2 separate regions of the Gossypium hirsutum genome follow, and region 1 is linked to region 2. A link is a contact called in public Hi-C data. All regions are on one chromosome and are shown on one strand. Each heading gives the region's core, a stretch centred on a gene start, on an enhancer-like site or on the middle of the called end of the contact. The rest is flanking DNA. Distances are from core to core; before and after follow the strand shown. Region 1 holds the start of LOC107886039. Region 2 holds the start of LOC107886024 (universal stress protein PHOS34).

Region 1 (3,357 bases), core at 15-2,514, 180 kb before region 2:
AACTTATTTCTCAAATAATATCTCCTAACTCAGTAAGCACAAGGGTTCCAGTCAAATTTGTTTCCTTCTGAGTACACCATAAATCAACCACAGATTGCTATGTGATTCCTAGCTAAACAATTAAAACCCATGCACTTTTCTTTTAATACTTTCCAGACTATGCATCAAAAACTAATTCACAATCACCAGAGCTCAAATCACTTAAAAAAACAAATTCACTACAAAAGTAGACCTCTAGCGAACAATTTCCGCTAAACGGTTCTAAAAATCTTATAAAAGTGAATGAAATTCTCAAAAGTTTAAAGAGCTCAAGGTTGATAAATTGAAACAGGGCGGTGAATACAAAATTGGAACTAAAACTGAAACCAGAGAATCTTGATGTACAGTTTGAAAAGAACCGACAGTGAGTGGTCCATACGACAACAAATAATTGAAAGTAGTTCTTCAGATAAGGTAAAAATGAAGAGTTATTACCAATCCACTTTAAGTTTAATGAAAAGAGAAAATTGTCCACAGCTTATTCAAACTCACAAGCTTCTATGAACTAAAAACCTCGTTTATTTCACCAAATTAATCACACGCGATTTATTTTCTCTTTTTAGAAAAATAATAATTTCTTTAAAGAAAGATTCACTTCACTTTATCTCTTTTCTCTTTTAGGAATCCAAATTCTAAGTGTCCAATGTTTATCATATCATTCTTTACAAAAAAGAAAACAAAAGAAATGTACTTGTTAACTTCAGCACTCAACAGCATTAAAAAATTTTCCCGGGAACCAACCGGAAAATGAAAAACATACCGGTCCGGGTACTGGAAAATGCTGAACGGAATCGCCGTCAGTAACGGAAAACACCAACGCCTAGGGGAAGAAACGCCACGTTTCGGCCGCGCATTGGACAGTAAAAAAAGGACAAACCAAAGAAGATCAGAGGCGAAAAACGAGAGATAAAAACGCCAGAAACAATGATGAATCTCCTCGAAAAAAAAAACAATATAGCTTTTATGAAACAAAAATTTTCACTACAAAAATCCCAAAGCACAAAACAAAGTCGCAGCCGAAGAGAGATTTATTTATTTGGTTTAATGGCTCGAAGAGTAGACTAAAGACAGTCAAAGCGAGCGGAGAAAGTGGGTTGCGATAGTTTGTTGCAATTGATTAACGTTCTTTTTATTAAAAAAAGTAGTTTTTTAATCGGACGGTTGTTAGTGGAAGATTTATGAGAAATGATTAAAATCAAATGGTCACATCAGATCAGAGAGATGGGAGACGGGAGAGGGTTATGTGCGGGCGGACCGTACATAAAAAAGCTGATATATGAAAGTGGTGGGTCCACCGCTTGATTAGATCTTATATTTTGTGATCGGCGGCCATTATTGATTGATGAACGGTGTGATGGAGTCGTTGATCATCTGTATATACTGGGAGTTCTTCCGTCTTCACCATTCTGAATTCTCTCCGACTTAGATTAATTTCTATAAAATTTAAATTAATTTTTTATCTATATATAACTTATATAAAAGTACATGCATTTCAACTGGAAAAAATATTTTTTTTAAATTATATTATTAAAATTCACATTTAAAAATAATTTTGATATTTAATTTAAAATTATTAGTTAAATAACTTAAAATGAAACATCAGTTATGATAATTAAAACTTTGGAAAAAATCTAATTTAATAAAAATTGTGAGAATTATGTATTTAAAAATAATTAAAATTTAAATTACAAAAACAAAATATAGAAAAGACATTTGTGATAATTATAATTATAATTTACAAGTATTAGTTAAAAAATATGCTAATTTTATTATTGTAAAATAGAATTATTATTTAAATAGAATTTTAAACATATTAATTATCACTTAATTAATTTGAGTTAATTATATTAATTAGTTATTATTTTGAATAATGTTACTTTGCATTAATTATATAAAGTAAAACTATATTGTATGTTGAGTATGTTATATTTTAATTATTATTTAAAATTTTTATTATAATATTTGAATTGTGATAAGTTAATATATTTTAATTATATTAAATAATTTAAAAAAAATATTTTATTTTAATTACTGTAATTAAAAATATAATATTAAATATTTAAAATCACGTGCATGACATTAAAAATTAGTAAAATTTTAGATACAATTACAATTTAAAATTATTACAATATTTTAAATACAATTTTAAGAGTAAAAGATGGAGCTAACATTATTCGAACCCGTATCAAATAAGTGTCTAATAAATATTTTAACCATCTCTCTAATAAAATCAAGAATTTTTAAAATTATCATAATTGATATTTGAATGATTTTTATTTATAGTAATTTAACTTTTTACAAAAGTATAAAAAAAATAAAACGGTACACCAAATACTAAAAAATCTACCAAATATAAAATTAGATAATAGAAATGAGACATTGATTTATAATAGTCTATAAAAAATAGCTAATAGAATTGATTTCAAAGTTTAAATGGTAAAATTAAATTAATTCCAAAAATAGTTAGAAAATATATTTTATTGAGTAAAATATGTTTATAATCTTTCTACTTTTAAAAAATTAGGATTTTAGTCTTTGTATTTGTATTTTTAAGAATTTAGTCTTATTACTTTTTAGATTTCAAAATTCAGGTTTAGTTGTTAAATATTGTTAATTTTTTTGTTAATTTCAGGCTAATACAACATTTATTTTTTAATTACATAGCTATCAAGTGAGTAGTTTTTTTTTTATTATTTCAAAATGTCACAACAACAATTTTAACTAAAAAATTAATTATGTTAATAGTTGGACATTGTGAAAAATAAAATAAAATAACACACAAATTTTACGTGAAAACCCTTTCGGGAAAAAATCAAGGGCAGAAAAGAAGAAAATTCACTATGTCGAAAATTTTGAGTCAATACAAGAGGAATAGACTATGTCTATTTATAGGCTTGTAAAGTCATATTCTAGTACGATTGAAACACCTTATCCTAATCAATATAAAATAGATGGAGTTTAATAAGGTTTAAAAAACCTTATTCTAAAATAAAATAAAAGAAGTCTAGTTCTATATGAATTTTACTTTTATTTTATTTTCCATCGTATTTTATTTAAATAAGAATTTCGGTCACTTAATTCTAACAATCCCCACCTTGACACAAATTCTCAATGAACAAGTTCTTCATCGCGAACTTTCAATAAACAAGTTCTCCACCTCTTCCATAAAACCCCTTAAGGGTTTAACTTCAACAATGTACACCAACCAAGTCTAAGCAATGCTCAAACTTGGTTATAGGAAGTGACTTAGTCATCATATCTGCAAGATTTTCATGAGTACTAATTTTGCTCACAACAATATCACCATGAGCAATAATA
Region 2 (3,423 bases), core at 918-3,417:
TTGTTAATACACAGAGAAGATGTTGGAGCTGATATGGCCAAGCCCCGAGACTCACCAATGGCTAACAAAGAACCTTTGGAGCGGCCTTTAGGACTGATAACTCGAGCTCGAGCCACTTAGCCGAATTCACTTAACTCCAAATTGAGCAACACTTCTCTATTTTACGATCGGGCAACACTACAACTCAAAATCAACTCACGAGACGAGATCGTATCAGGAGCCTCACTTGGAGGAATCGGTTGATATGGCCCAAACTTAATGTAAGCTCGATGGACTTTGTCCTGTTGATTTGGAGAGTAATCCCAAATAATTATTCGAAGTCTCAGATCACGCTCTAAAGAAGAAGCATCAAATTCCTTTATTTTGACCCTCAACACCTTACGAGGATGTTCAAGAACTTGAGAAAACCTGATATCTCATTTATGAGCTTGGGAAGACTCGATAATTCGTTTAGGATCTTGGGATAGAGAAGACCTAGTATCTCGTTCAAAAGCTTGGGAAGACTTAATATTGCGTATACCTAATATCTCGTTCAAGAGCTTAGGAAGATTCGATATTTGATTTTTCTCTAAAATAATAGAAGGTTGAGGAATTAATTAATCATTATTGTTTTCTGACACCCTTTTCTTGGAAAAAAGATTCAATCTTTTTGTTGACCATAATTTAATCAAAAAACTCGAAGACTGTAATAATGTATTAAACAAAATATTAGGAAAAAGAAAAAAATAAGTCAAATAAATAAAGAACATAATTTATGCAAAAATATTTACTGAGAGGTCTTTTACGTAAAGAGCCGAGAGGAAGATAATTTGTATTTTTTTACTTGGTGCTTTTAGTCTCTACATCAAAATCTTTTTTTTCTCTCGGCAGTGTCGGTACCTTACTAGAGGAAGATAATTTCTTAGCAAGACACCAAGAAAATCACTAACCTAATTTGTATGGGTATGGGCTAAATCAATTTGGCTTTAAAGTCCATATTGAGCCCCTAAATTTAGTCTTTCAAAGCCCATCATACATTAATATTTGATTATTATTGAAGTTATATAATTAAAAATTGAAAAATACTTTGTTAATATATAGTATAACCTTATAGCTTAAGGGGACGAATTATATGAAATACAATTTGGCCAATGGCGGTGAGAATGTTATACAATATGGACACCAAATCTAAAATACATGATAATTTATATAGAAAATTCAAAAATCTAAAAATTCCAAGGGGGCAACTGCCATCCCGCGCTCACTGGATCCATCCCTACTACTTGGTGTAGACATGTGGCACTATGAGATGTCTGCAAATGACCCTCATTTGAAGATCATCCAAGACGGTCTCCATTGTAGATCACCCTGTTGGTCAGTCTATGACTAGTCACTCAAATGTCTTGGCTTCCAAGCCACCACTCTTAGCAATAATGCTCTCACCTTCAAGAGAGAACCACAAAGGAACCACTAAAGCTTAATAATTTCGTACTACCTCAGTAAGGAGAATGTTAGAGTAGTACCACACTTGACGACAACCCACGTACAATGATCTTACCACCTGTCCTACTATACGATCACCATGTCTGGATTTGCCGATAATGTAACATTACTGAACTGAGGACCTTATAGAACGATGAAGGAAAGATTAGCAGCCTTAAGTTCCTACTCAACACCTAGTCTCAAACTTAAAATTTTTATATTGTTTTTCGACTCTTAAACTTTTCAATCAAACCTCAAACACAATAGAAACCTTGAATATATACAAACTCTAAATACAACCCTAAACCACAAAACATAAAAAAAATAATTGAACTGCCTCTATTGTTTTCTCCAAGAAAAACTTATTTATTTATTTTCTCCAAAATTCAAACTAAAAAACTCCAATCTCAAATTTCTTAATACACAACTTTTTGTTTCGTAAATGACCAGAAAAGTTCTATGACAATGTAGAGCTCAATCAAACCAAAAAGACCAAGAGAAAAAATCCATGTGAGCCTCATGTTCTGGAGTTGCTTATAAAAAGGATAATTATTATGTACTCATTGGAATTTAAAAAAAAGAAGAAGTTTATAATTGGGAGTAAGAATTTTAAAAGTGTACTTAAATATTATTTTAAAAAATAAATTTGAAAAAATAACACTCTTTTTTTTTTAATTCCATAAGTTTAACTAATTTTATTATCTACACTCTTTTCATCTCAAAAGAGAGGAGCGGTAGGTGGGGCTGCAGCTGGTTTATCTAATTGTGGAGTCAGCCTCAACTCGAGACTGTGCTGGCATTAGGGATGAGCCTATGACTGGTGGGTGTGGGAACCACTTCTTAATACGAGTTGGATTGTTAACAACGAGATATTGACTATTTTCTACCTTGGCCTTGAAAACAATAAACACTTCAGCATTTCATCATAGCTTCTCCTTTGATCCTCAAAACCGTGTGCTTAGATTTCAACACCTACTCCCTGCCATCAAATCTTGCTCTTCTTTTCTGGGTTTGATTTTCATAAAGATGACAAAAGATAAGAAAATCGGTGTAGCAGTGGATTACTCCAAGGGAAGCAAAGCAGCTCTGAAATGGTCCATCGACAATTTGTTAAACCAAGGGGATACTCTTTACCTCATCCATGTCAAACCCCATCAAAGCGACGAGTCTCGCAACCTTCTTTGGTCTACCACCGGCTCACGTATCTCACTCCTATACTCCACTTTTCCTTTTTTATGCTATGGGTCATTTGTAGTTTGACGACATTTGACTTGGGTGATCTTTTATTTGTAGCTTTGATTCCATTATCGGAGTTCAGAGAGAAGGAAGTGATGAAACATTATGAGGTGGAACCTGATCCTGTGATTTTGGATTTGGTTGATATTGCTTCCAGGCAGAAACAGGTTTTCCCAGGCTGTTTTGTATTTCTACCTTCTTCTTTTTTTTATAATCTGAGTTTGCTCACAAAATTTGATTACAGGGGACTCTTGTGGCTAAGATTTACTGGGGTGATGCCAGGGATAAGATATGTGAATCCGTTGAAGACTTGAAGCTTGACTGTTTGGTAATGGGCAGCAGAGGCCTTGGCACCATTCAAAGGTAATTCAATCTTTACCATCTTCCTGGGAAACTGAAAAATATGTTTTCAAGGGTGAAACCAATCATTCATTGAGGTACATATATTGATTAAATTGTTATGAGCCCTGTCTTTGATACAGATTTCAGAAATGGACTCTTTGTTACTATAATTCGAATTTATTAAAATACTCTTGTCAATAACAAAACCTTGAAACATCTACAAAGAACAATTTCAGGTCGAATTGTAACATATTGTTCCTTCCTCTTCTTGTCATCATTCTTTTTTAGTTCTGATATGGTGATTTTGATTGAAATTAGGGTACTGATCGGAAGTGTGAGCAATTATGTGATGGTAAATGCAACTTGTCCTGTAACAATTGTGAA

Evidence for each region. A called contact is a pair of places that touch in the nucleus more often than the background predicts.
Region 1: a Hi-C map of leaf shows a contact between it and region 2, with 1.9 times the contacts expected there. The contact joins the promoter of LOC107886039 here to the promoter of LOC107886024 in region 2. A contact is called at or near these places in 9 of 34 Hi-C or Micro-C datasets (callus and leaf).

Annotation. Positions count from the first base shown.
Region 1 is chrA03:9,975,650-9,979,006 of Gossypium_hirsutum_v2.1, reverse strand. LOC107886039 reads right to left here and starts at 1,264. Exons shown (of 3, transcript XM_016809832.2): 1 at 800-1,264.
Region 2 is chrA03:9,793,922-9,797,344 of Gossypium_hirsutum_v2.1, reverse strand. LOC107886024 (universal stress protein PHOS34) reads left to right here and starts at 2,167. Exons shown (of 4, transcript XM_016809810.2): 1 at 2,167-2,662; 2 at 2,755-2,864; 3 at 2,942-3,060; 4 at 3,358-3,423. The coding sequence starts at 2,488.